Linked DNA regions of Mus musculus: region 2 is linked to region 1. Evidence: chromatin contacts called from public HiChIP or PLAC-seq data. All regions are on one chromosome and are shown on one strand. Each heading gives the region's core, a stretch centred on a gene start, on an enhancer-like site or on the middle of the called end of the contact. The rest is flanking DNA. Distances are from core to core; before and after follow the strand shown.

Evidence for each region. HiChIP or PLAC-seq counts read pairs in DNA pulled down with a chosen protein or histone mark.
Region 2: an H3K27ac HiChIP or PLAC-seq map of microglia shows a contact between it and region 1, with 4 times the contacts expected there. The contact joins two enhancer-like sites. A contact is called at or near these places in 1 of 115 datasets of contacts at active chromatin or transcription factors (microglia) and 1 of 9 other capture datasets (macrophages).

Annotation. Positions count from the first base shown.
Region 1 is chr13:37,335,759-37,340,407 of GRCm38.p6, reverse strand. Gm40913 (a long non-coding RNA gene) reads right to left here. Exons shown (of 3, transcript XR_873248.2): 2 at 4,470-4,601. Among named protein-coding and RNA genes, the nearest start is that of Gm40913, 4.4 kb to the right of the region's middle. Within about 2 kb of position 2,892, at least 31 of the 459 cell types and tissues checked have an H3K27ac peak or open chromatin away from gene starts, as enhancers often do. A contact at or near this core is called in microglia, where this site is marked.
Region 2 is chr13:37,861,121-37,865,497 of GRCm38.p6, reverse strand. It overlaps a transcript of Rreb1 not described here. Among named protein-coding and RNA genes, the nearest start is that of Rreb1, 26 kb to the left of the region's middle. Within about 2 kb of position 1,852, at least 52 of the 459 cell types and tissues checked have an H3K27ac peak or open chromatin away from gene starts, as enhancers often do. A contact at or near this core is called in microglia, where this site is marked.

The DNA of each region.
Region 1 (4,649 bases), core at 1,643-4,142:
CTTTCCAAGATTGAAAGAATTTCAGTACATTCAAGGAGGGAGCCCAGAGGAACTAAAAGCATGTAAAGAGTAGGGAGGTGGCTGTTATGTGACAGGAAGTGGAAAGATGGCTCTTACGTGGCAGGTGCCACAGGTAGAACATGGGGCTTTGGCTTCTATATATGCCTCCAACTCTGGGTGATTTCAGAATGTCCAGATATTGCTATAGGATGTGTGCTTGCCACATTTAAGCCAACTCTCTGCATTGAATATGATGCTGAACTGGCATATGGTAGCTGGAATTAAATAACTTCTTACCCCAACAGCAGGCATGAAAAGCCCTTTTTATTGAGTTGTTGGTCAGGGTCCAACTCTTGTTCAAGAGTCTCCCCAAACATTATAAGCTATTGATGTTGCCCAACAAAGGTGGAAGTCCCTCTTGCTGAAAACAACATACATTTCAGATATTGGGTACAGAGCTATAACTAGTCTAAAAGCTTCCTTTCTGAGGAATATCTTTCATGGTACCAGAAGGTACCATAAAGAGAAGCAATAACAGACCTACACAGATATGCTGTCTATGAACTACAGCAATGAACCAGTGTGGCACTAGTACTCTAAACTGTAGCAGTGGCACAAATATCTTGGGAGTAACCAACAACTCTCTAATTGGACTCAAGACATGATGAACAGGAGGGAAGCCCATCACTGAGGGAATTCAGGACAAGAATTCAAATAAGGAATTTAGAGGCAGGGTCTGAAGCAGAGGCCATGGAGGCATGCTGGTTTCCTGGCTGGCTCTCCTCACTGGTGTTCAGTTGCCTTTCTTATCTTCCATGGCCATTGGCTTCAATACAACACTGCCCACAGTAGACTAGGCCTTCCCACATCAGTTTTTAATCAAGACATGCTACACCAATGGGGACGTTTTCTCAACCAAGGTTCCCTCTTCCCATATAACCCTAGTTCATGACAAGCTGACAAAACCCAGCCATCCCAGAATCTCTCCTCATCCACACATACTTTCTGCAATTTTCTGTTTCTCTTTCTCAGTTTTGTATGCTCACTGTCTAGTGCACAATAAGTTTATATTGGATGGGTGAAGTTCCAAGGTCGTATGGACCAGCGGGCTTGTCTTTTTGGTCAAGTCTGCTGGTCTTCCAGATTCCCTCGGTAATCATCAGAAAGGCAAGGCAAGGAACTTCTCCCTATCAAAGAGTCTGTATTACCCCCAACATCAACAAAAATGCAGAAGGATCCTTTACTAAAAGTAGGTCAGTTTTTTTTCCTCTCTTTTTGTTTCTCATGCATTATAACTGAAGAACTTTTCAGTCAGGGAGGCTAAAAGAAGGCAGGAAGGAAACACCAATAACCTCAACCTCCAACCATCTCCACTGGTTGGTGAGATTTCATTTGAATGTGTGTACACATCTGACCTATACAACTTACACTGGGTATGTGTCTCCTTCCATTAGATAATCTTAATGACTGTGTATTCTTCTGCTGTATAGACTGCATCTGTTTATACTTTGCTAGTTGTCAATAGCAAAATAATAAGAGTGAATGCTGAGGGGGAATTTCTTTGTTATGTTTGAACTTAGCCACGACTATTTCTTCAGAGTAAGTTCCTCCAAGTGAAGTTCTTTGTGGAAAGAATTACCAGACATTTTAAGGCTTCAGACACATACAATCATATTTTTTTCCCCAGGGACACTGGGCAATTTAACAATCCTCTCAGCAGTCACATATTACTATTGATTGTTTTTGTCCATTTTTAGTAGATAAACATTAGTGTCTCCTTATGCCTATTTACATTTTTTCAGCATAATAATACAAGAGAACATCTTTTCACACTGTTGTGCTGGCCATGCGTATTTCTGCCTTTGTAAATTTTTGTATATGACCATTGACTATTTTGCTCTTATGTTAAATTCAAATGAAAGAAATGAAAACTAGGCATTTAGACCATCATGAAAATCCCATCAATAAGCATTATTACTCCCCTCATTCCTGAACAGTGATCCTCGTCTCAGAATAAACTGCTATGAAGTGACGTGAGCTCAGAAAATCTGCTCTGAGATGCCCTTGAGGACTCAGAGGACAATGCATGGTGCTTATAATACATAAGAAATAAAGAATTCTGGAGGTGAGAGACTGCATTTGCTTCGATCACACTCTCTAGCTGAACTTGATTAACTGAGAGGTCGTGCAGGGGAAAAAAGCCGACTTCTTCAGCAACGTTCCTCCAGCTGCTGCCCTTGTCAGTGCACACAATTTTGATTACTAGAAACACTCACTTGGCAGCGTGGGGTGCTCAGCCTCTCTGCAACTCTGGGTGTTTGGTAAGAGCCACTGGAGGTATGTGACCATCCTGCTAACCTTGAACAAAGAGTTCAAGAATTATTGCTCAACGATTGCTTTTCCTCATATAGCCTCAAGAAGAGGAACACTTATAATGAAGATGTTGAAGATGGAGTGAGACCTGTGGGCTACGGGTCCCACTGCTCTCAGTTTTATGACCTAAATAAGGTGCAGACTCTTGATTCAACAGGAGTTGTATAGCTTCCCCGTTTGAGTCAAGGGTACCTGGCTATTTGGAATTAAAACTCTGGTAGCCCTTGTCGACTTGAATGTGAAAAGGCACCATTAAGGCTCATGTGTTTGAGAAATCAGTTCCCACCTAGTGGGCTTGTTTTGGAAATCTGTGGGAATTTTAGAAGGTGAAACTTCACTGGAGGGAGTTGATCACCCGGTTGGGCCTTGAGGTTTTATAGCCCAGCCCCACTTCCAGTCAGCTCTCTGTTTCCTGACCACAGACACAAATATTACCTGCCCCTCCTCACTCCTTGCCATCTCTAGTTTGATGGCTCTGTTCCTTCTTGAACGGAGAGCCAAGCAAACCTTCCCTTGCCTGAGTTGCTTGTGTCAGATGGCTGCTGGCCACAGCAATGAGAGAACTGACGTTACTGTCTTGGTTTCATTTCCCGTGGCTGAGATTAAAATGAAAATACCATCATTAGAAAAAAAATGCTTACATGGCAAATTAGGGGCTGAAGCATAGCTGTGAACTAACACATTTCAAAAGAACAGTAGTGCAGAAAAATTCAACGGAATGCTGCCTCTGGGTCAGGGCTGGACAGGATTCAGAAGGCTTGGGCTTCTTGATAAACAAATAGGAACCCCTTTCTTAAGTTAGGTAATATACCCCCCCCCCATTATGGCAGAATAGAAATCTACAGATTTTTGGTACAATGCCTAAGTAAGATCCATGTTTGTGGTTTTATTCACGATTCTTGCTATGTTTTCCCAAGGAGGAAAGATTACACTCTGCGATGTAAAAGCTTATGCAGCATCCTTTATATTTTCCCTCCATGCCCCCTATAGTTTTTTGCTCTTGCAACATCATCAAAATGGCCATTTAGTAAGCCAGCCAGCCATCATGTGTGTGGCTTCTCAGCAGTGGCAAAGGGCTCATTCTTGATGGTGTCGGAATTGTAGTTCATGGTCCTTAGAGGTAGTTAATTGAACAACAGTAATCAACCATGAACTCCTGTTTTTGCATGAATTTGGAGTGGAAATTGTGTAATGCCTTTGCTATAAGCTAGGAGATGGAATTTTAGAGAATGAAGTCATTTAACCAAGGTCTCCCAAGGGCAGAACTAAGAGTCAAGCCTAGGGTTGATATCCAAGGTATTTTTTTTAAACAGTTAATGTCTACTAGAGAAGTGGGTATCATTTTCTTAAATGGTGTAGCTGTTAGAAAATTAGGTAGGAAGAACAGAGGGTTCAGAGAGAAGGAAAGGAATTTGGATACTAGAGGGTAATGGAGATGAATTATAATTACTTAGAGTGTATATATGTAGGGAGTGTTCAAAAAGAAAAAAATTATTCTGCTTCCTATAAATACTGCCATCCTGAACACTGTGCTTCCAACCCATAGACCTTTGGAGACACTCACGTCTATTTCAAACCACAGCAGGCAATAAAAGAAAGGAGTAAACAAATTGGACTTTATAAAAGTAACAACAACAACAAAATGCTTATTGAATTACACTACCCGTAGAGTAAACAGAATGGAGAAATTATTCACAAACCACACCCCTAAGGATCAGGATAAGGAGCCACAACAGCAAGGCTTGACAATGGGCTTAGGACTTGATGTGCAGTTTCTCTGAAGGTCCACAGCATGAGATAAGAGGGCCAACATCAAAATTCACTCGATGCGTGTAAGTACCAAAGAAAACCAATTCTACAGCGTTCTCATTCATTAGGATGGGTAATCAAAATAGCCACAACAGAACATGCAAGTGCTGATGCTGCGGAGATATGTGAGCCTTTGTTCATGTGGGAGAAATGCCCAACCATTCAGACCCCACAAGAAGCATTTTGACAGCTCCTTTAAAAGCTAAATGGAAAATTCCAAGGGAACTGGAAATTTTGCTTCTAGGGAATCTATCAAATGCACCGAAAGAAGGGACTGAAACAGATACCTGAGTGTGTGCAGCATTATTCACAGTAGCCACATGTCCATCAACGAGTGAATGGATAAGCAGAATTATATACATCTCTCTCTCTCTCTGTGCGTGATTACATGAGTAGCCACACAATCGAATGTCATTCAGCTTCAAAAGAACAGAAGTATGTCACATCACTGAATCCTAAAACCGTTA
Region 2 (4,377 bases), core at 603-3,102, 530 kb before region 1:
AGATATCTTTTTTCTTTATACCAGAGACAGTTTTAAAAATATATATAATTTTAAAAAACCTCAATGGCATCCTGGAGCTGGGTTGATGTCTCAACAGTTAAGAGCATGTGTGTGTTCTTACAGAGGACCCAGGTTCTCATATATGTGCGGTCACATATATAACAGCTCACAAGGTCTGATGCCCTCTTCTGACATCCACATGTGATGCATAGACGAACTTTCAAGCAACACACTCATACACATAAAATAAATCTTTTCTAACATACCATTCTAGCTATGAACACAAAAGACAATTCACATTAAGACCATAATTAAGACTGGGATGGAGAGATGGCTCAGTGGTTAAGAGCACTGACTGCTCTTCCAGAGGTCCTGAGTTCAATTCCCAGCAACTACATGGTGGCTCACAACTGTCTGTAATGGGATCCGATGCCCTCTTCAAGTGCATCTGTGACAGTGTACTCATATACATAGAATAAATAAAGAAGGAAAGGAAGGAGAGGGAGGGAGGAAGGGAGGGAAGGAGAGAGGGAGGGAGAGAGGGGGGGGAGAGAGAGAGAGATATCAGCTCCTCTTAGCCTTAAAAAAAAAAACACAACTATAATTAAGACTATAAACAAAGCCAGGTGTTAGTGTCAGCTGACTCACATGCACTGTGTCACTTGGGTATGTGGAGGTGGCCCTGGCTGTCTGGATTTGTAGATCAAGTTGGCCTCAAATTCAGAGCTCCACCTGCCTCTGCATTCTGAGTGCTGGGATTAAAGGCCTGTTTGAGAGCTACACAGAGAAACCCTGTCTCCAACAAACAAACAGTAAAAATATTGCTAGCATACTACACAAATCAAGGTTAGGGAGTTACTGCCGGGATTTCTTAACACTTGCGTGGCTTTTGAAAACTATAAATCACCACCATATATACTATTCACCACACTAGCTCTCACTCAGTCTGTACTGGAGAGTGCCAAGTGAGTTATCTCCCCAAAAGTGAGTCAACCCCATGTTAACCAGGCTGCTGTGGTCTCCATAGTGGCATCAGGTCATCTGGATTTTCTAAGCAGCATCTAATACTGATGAATTACTACTAATAATTAGCAATTACCTAGAAACAAATGTAGAGTGCACCACGTGCTTGCAAAAGGAAGCCAGGAGAGGGCGTCAGATCTCCTGGGGCTGGAGGTGCAGCCAGTTCTGAGCTGCCATGTAGGTGCTGGGAACAGAATCTGAGTCCTCGGCAGAGTAGCCAGTGTTCTTGACTGCTGAGTCATCTCCTCAGACATCTGTTTGGACTTTGTTTATTTTTGAGACAGGGTCTCCCTAAGTACATCAGTCTGGCTTTGAACTCACAGAGCCCCATCTGACTCCAGAATGTTAACCACTTTTTAAATATGAACTTACTGATGCTTTTGAAGAAACTTTTAACTTATTAGCTTGCACTACTTGGAGAAACACCATTATGTAAGTTAAAAGGATGAGATTACAAAAGAAAGAAAGAAAGAAAGAAAGAAAGAAAGAAAGAAAGAAAGAAAGAAAGAAAGAAAGAAAAAGATAGCTTTGTTCTACTGCATTAAGAACTCCTCAGTGAGGTTTGATAGAAGCAGTGTCTTATCAGCCTTGGAAAGGAGAGGATGGGACAATTAACTGTCACACAGTCAGATACAGATCCGCTCTGATGAGGCCAATGAAAGAAAGCAAAACAGAAGTCCCAACTTGGCAACCATCTTTTCCCTCAAGTTATTTACATGAGTCCTGAGGGAAAAAACACTCCGGGGAGTAGGAGTGTAAGCGGGGTGGGGCAGGGGGCACGGATCTCTTATCTGAGCCACAAACGCTCTGATGGGCACTCCAAGCTCATATACAGTATTCGAGGTGTGGGACAAAGGGACTGCACTTGTTTCTCACTGTCACCTCGACTCGGCCAACCCTGCTCTGTCAGGTTCTGAAGGCTGCCATCAGTCCCACAGAAGCTACATGTCCTGCCTTGACCATCTAATATGATACGTGGTAAATAATCTGGACAGCTCAGCAAGGCTGAGAGGAAACAGAAGGAAAACCTCTCTGTAGCCACCGAGAACGGCTACATGTTCCAGGGTATGTCACCCTAACGACATAAAAGGATGCTCTCTGAACAGTGGGAGATCAGGACCCATAAAACAAAACGTATGTGACACTAAAGACACTAACAAAAACAGACTTTTATTCTAAAACAGATGCACTCAGAGGATTCTGTTTTTCCTCCCATGACAGTAAAATTCTTTTAACTTTCAGAGTGCCAGGCAAACAAGAATCAGAAACATTGCAAACAGTGTAACTATGAAAAGCAAGAGCCTCTTTTTTTTTTCTCCCCCTCCCCAAAGACAGCAGGCCACAAGACACCAGAAATAGCCCGTGTGAGTCTGCTTCTCTGAGCAAGAAAGGAACTGTGCATTAGGAGTGCTTCCCTTGTGATGTTATAGGGAGCTCAAGCGTGACTATATATGGTATGTTTATGGGATGAATGAATGCAAACACCATGGACAACTTATATCAAACACAAACTGGCCTGCGATGAAACCAGGTCTCCTGCATCCTAGGCCCCAGGACACCCCAGAAGTCAGAGCTCACTAAAGATGCTTCAAACAATGTCTTCTGACTTAGTGGCATTTGGGTAGCTCATTGCTCTCCGAGTCTGTGTGAATGCACACACTCCTTCTTCATTCCAGCCTCCACATTCTCCCTCCCTCCCTCCCTCCCTCCCTCCCTCCCAAGCTGTCCACTCCACAGTCCCACAGAGGCATAAATGCATACTCAAGAATGCTGCTGCTGAATAGGGCCTATGTTACATGACAGAGGGCACCATCGACTGCTTGAGAAACAGCTGGCCAGGCTGCCTGCCTGTCGCAGACAAGCTCCTCATCCGCACAAAGTATTTTATTCACATCAAGTGTTCTGACTAGGAGAGGGGAAGCCAGGCAGTGAGTTGGGGGTGCAGGGGGAGAGAGGGGGATGTAGGCGATAGTCCAAAGACGTTTTCAAGTCCTGAAAATGGTTAAGGGAAGGAGAGGGAAGAGGAGGAGGAGGAGGAGGGAGGAAGAAGAAGAGAAGGGGAGGAGGCAGGCTTCATCACTGACTTTAACAGTCTTGCCCAACCTGTTTTGTGGTATGTTCTGTTAACTCCTTTCTGGCAAATGGATGCAAACAGCAACCCCTTTCTTCCTTCTTCCTCTCCTCACAGCTATGTGGGCAGTTAAAGGCAGGCTTACAGAGAAAATACCACAGAGAAGAGCTAACCCCATTCCTCACGGGAATTCTGATCATATTGCTGAGACCTTCACTATCAGCTATGGGAGCCTTCATCCCATCACCTCCCAGGTCTCCTCCTTGGCCTCTACATGAGCATATCAAGCTTAAACTGCCCTGTTTCACTTGTCTTGCAGTCGGACAAAACACTGGGTTGTTTTTCTTTATCTTTCCAGTCTGCAGTTAGGCACTTATAGGGTTAATGGGTAGCCTCCAGACCAGAAACCTACCTGCTTAGAGCAACAGAAGCATCAACTAAGCCACACTGGCTGCTCTGACATAGGAAAGGCAGTTTCTACCTGCTGATAATTCCTGCTGGTGCTTTAGCTGCCTTTTCAAATGGCACACATAATTAAACACACACAAACTGTGGTAGAAGGCGAGCCATATGCAACTTTATGCATTTTAAAGGCACATATCAAAACCAAGCATAAAGTTGAGGACAGGGCTGAGAAAGCTGCTGCCCAGGACCTTTAAACATGAACTTGCTTTCCCCTCCCTCCCCCTCCCTACCACTCAGGAGACATCTTCACAGAAGAACAGTGAAGGGAGAAAGATCCCACACCAGACTGTACCTTCTTCCTGTACGTGTTTCAATACGCCAATTTTTAACAAAAACACAAACATAATGCAGGGTCTCCATAACTTCTCTGAAAGACAGATAAACATCCCAGAACAAAGGAGCCTGAAGGAGGCCAGCCTGGGCTACAGAGCAAGACTATCTCCAAACACACAGGCAGACAGGCAGACAGACAGACAGAGGGAGAGAATTTACTTAAGATTTAACTACATAGCTAGGGATGTGGTGTTTCATGCCTTTGGGCAGAGGCAGGTGGATCTGTGTGAGTTCAAAGCAAGCTCCAGGCCAGCCAAAGTGAGACCTTGGTCTGAAAAATAAAATGAACAAACCAAACCAAACCAAACCAGATCAAAGATTCAACAAGCAGAACTTCTTCATTTCCAGCAGCCCAACAGTGCCGTTATTAGAGGCCCGAGGATATCAATGCATGTAGGATCCATTGTTACAGGATGTTTAAAACATAGTAATCAGAAATTTGTGTCCTTGGCCCATCCAAGACCAACAATAGCTGGAAAGGTCAG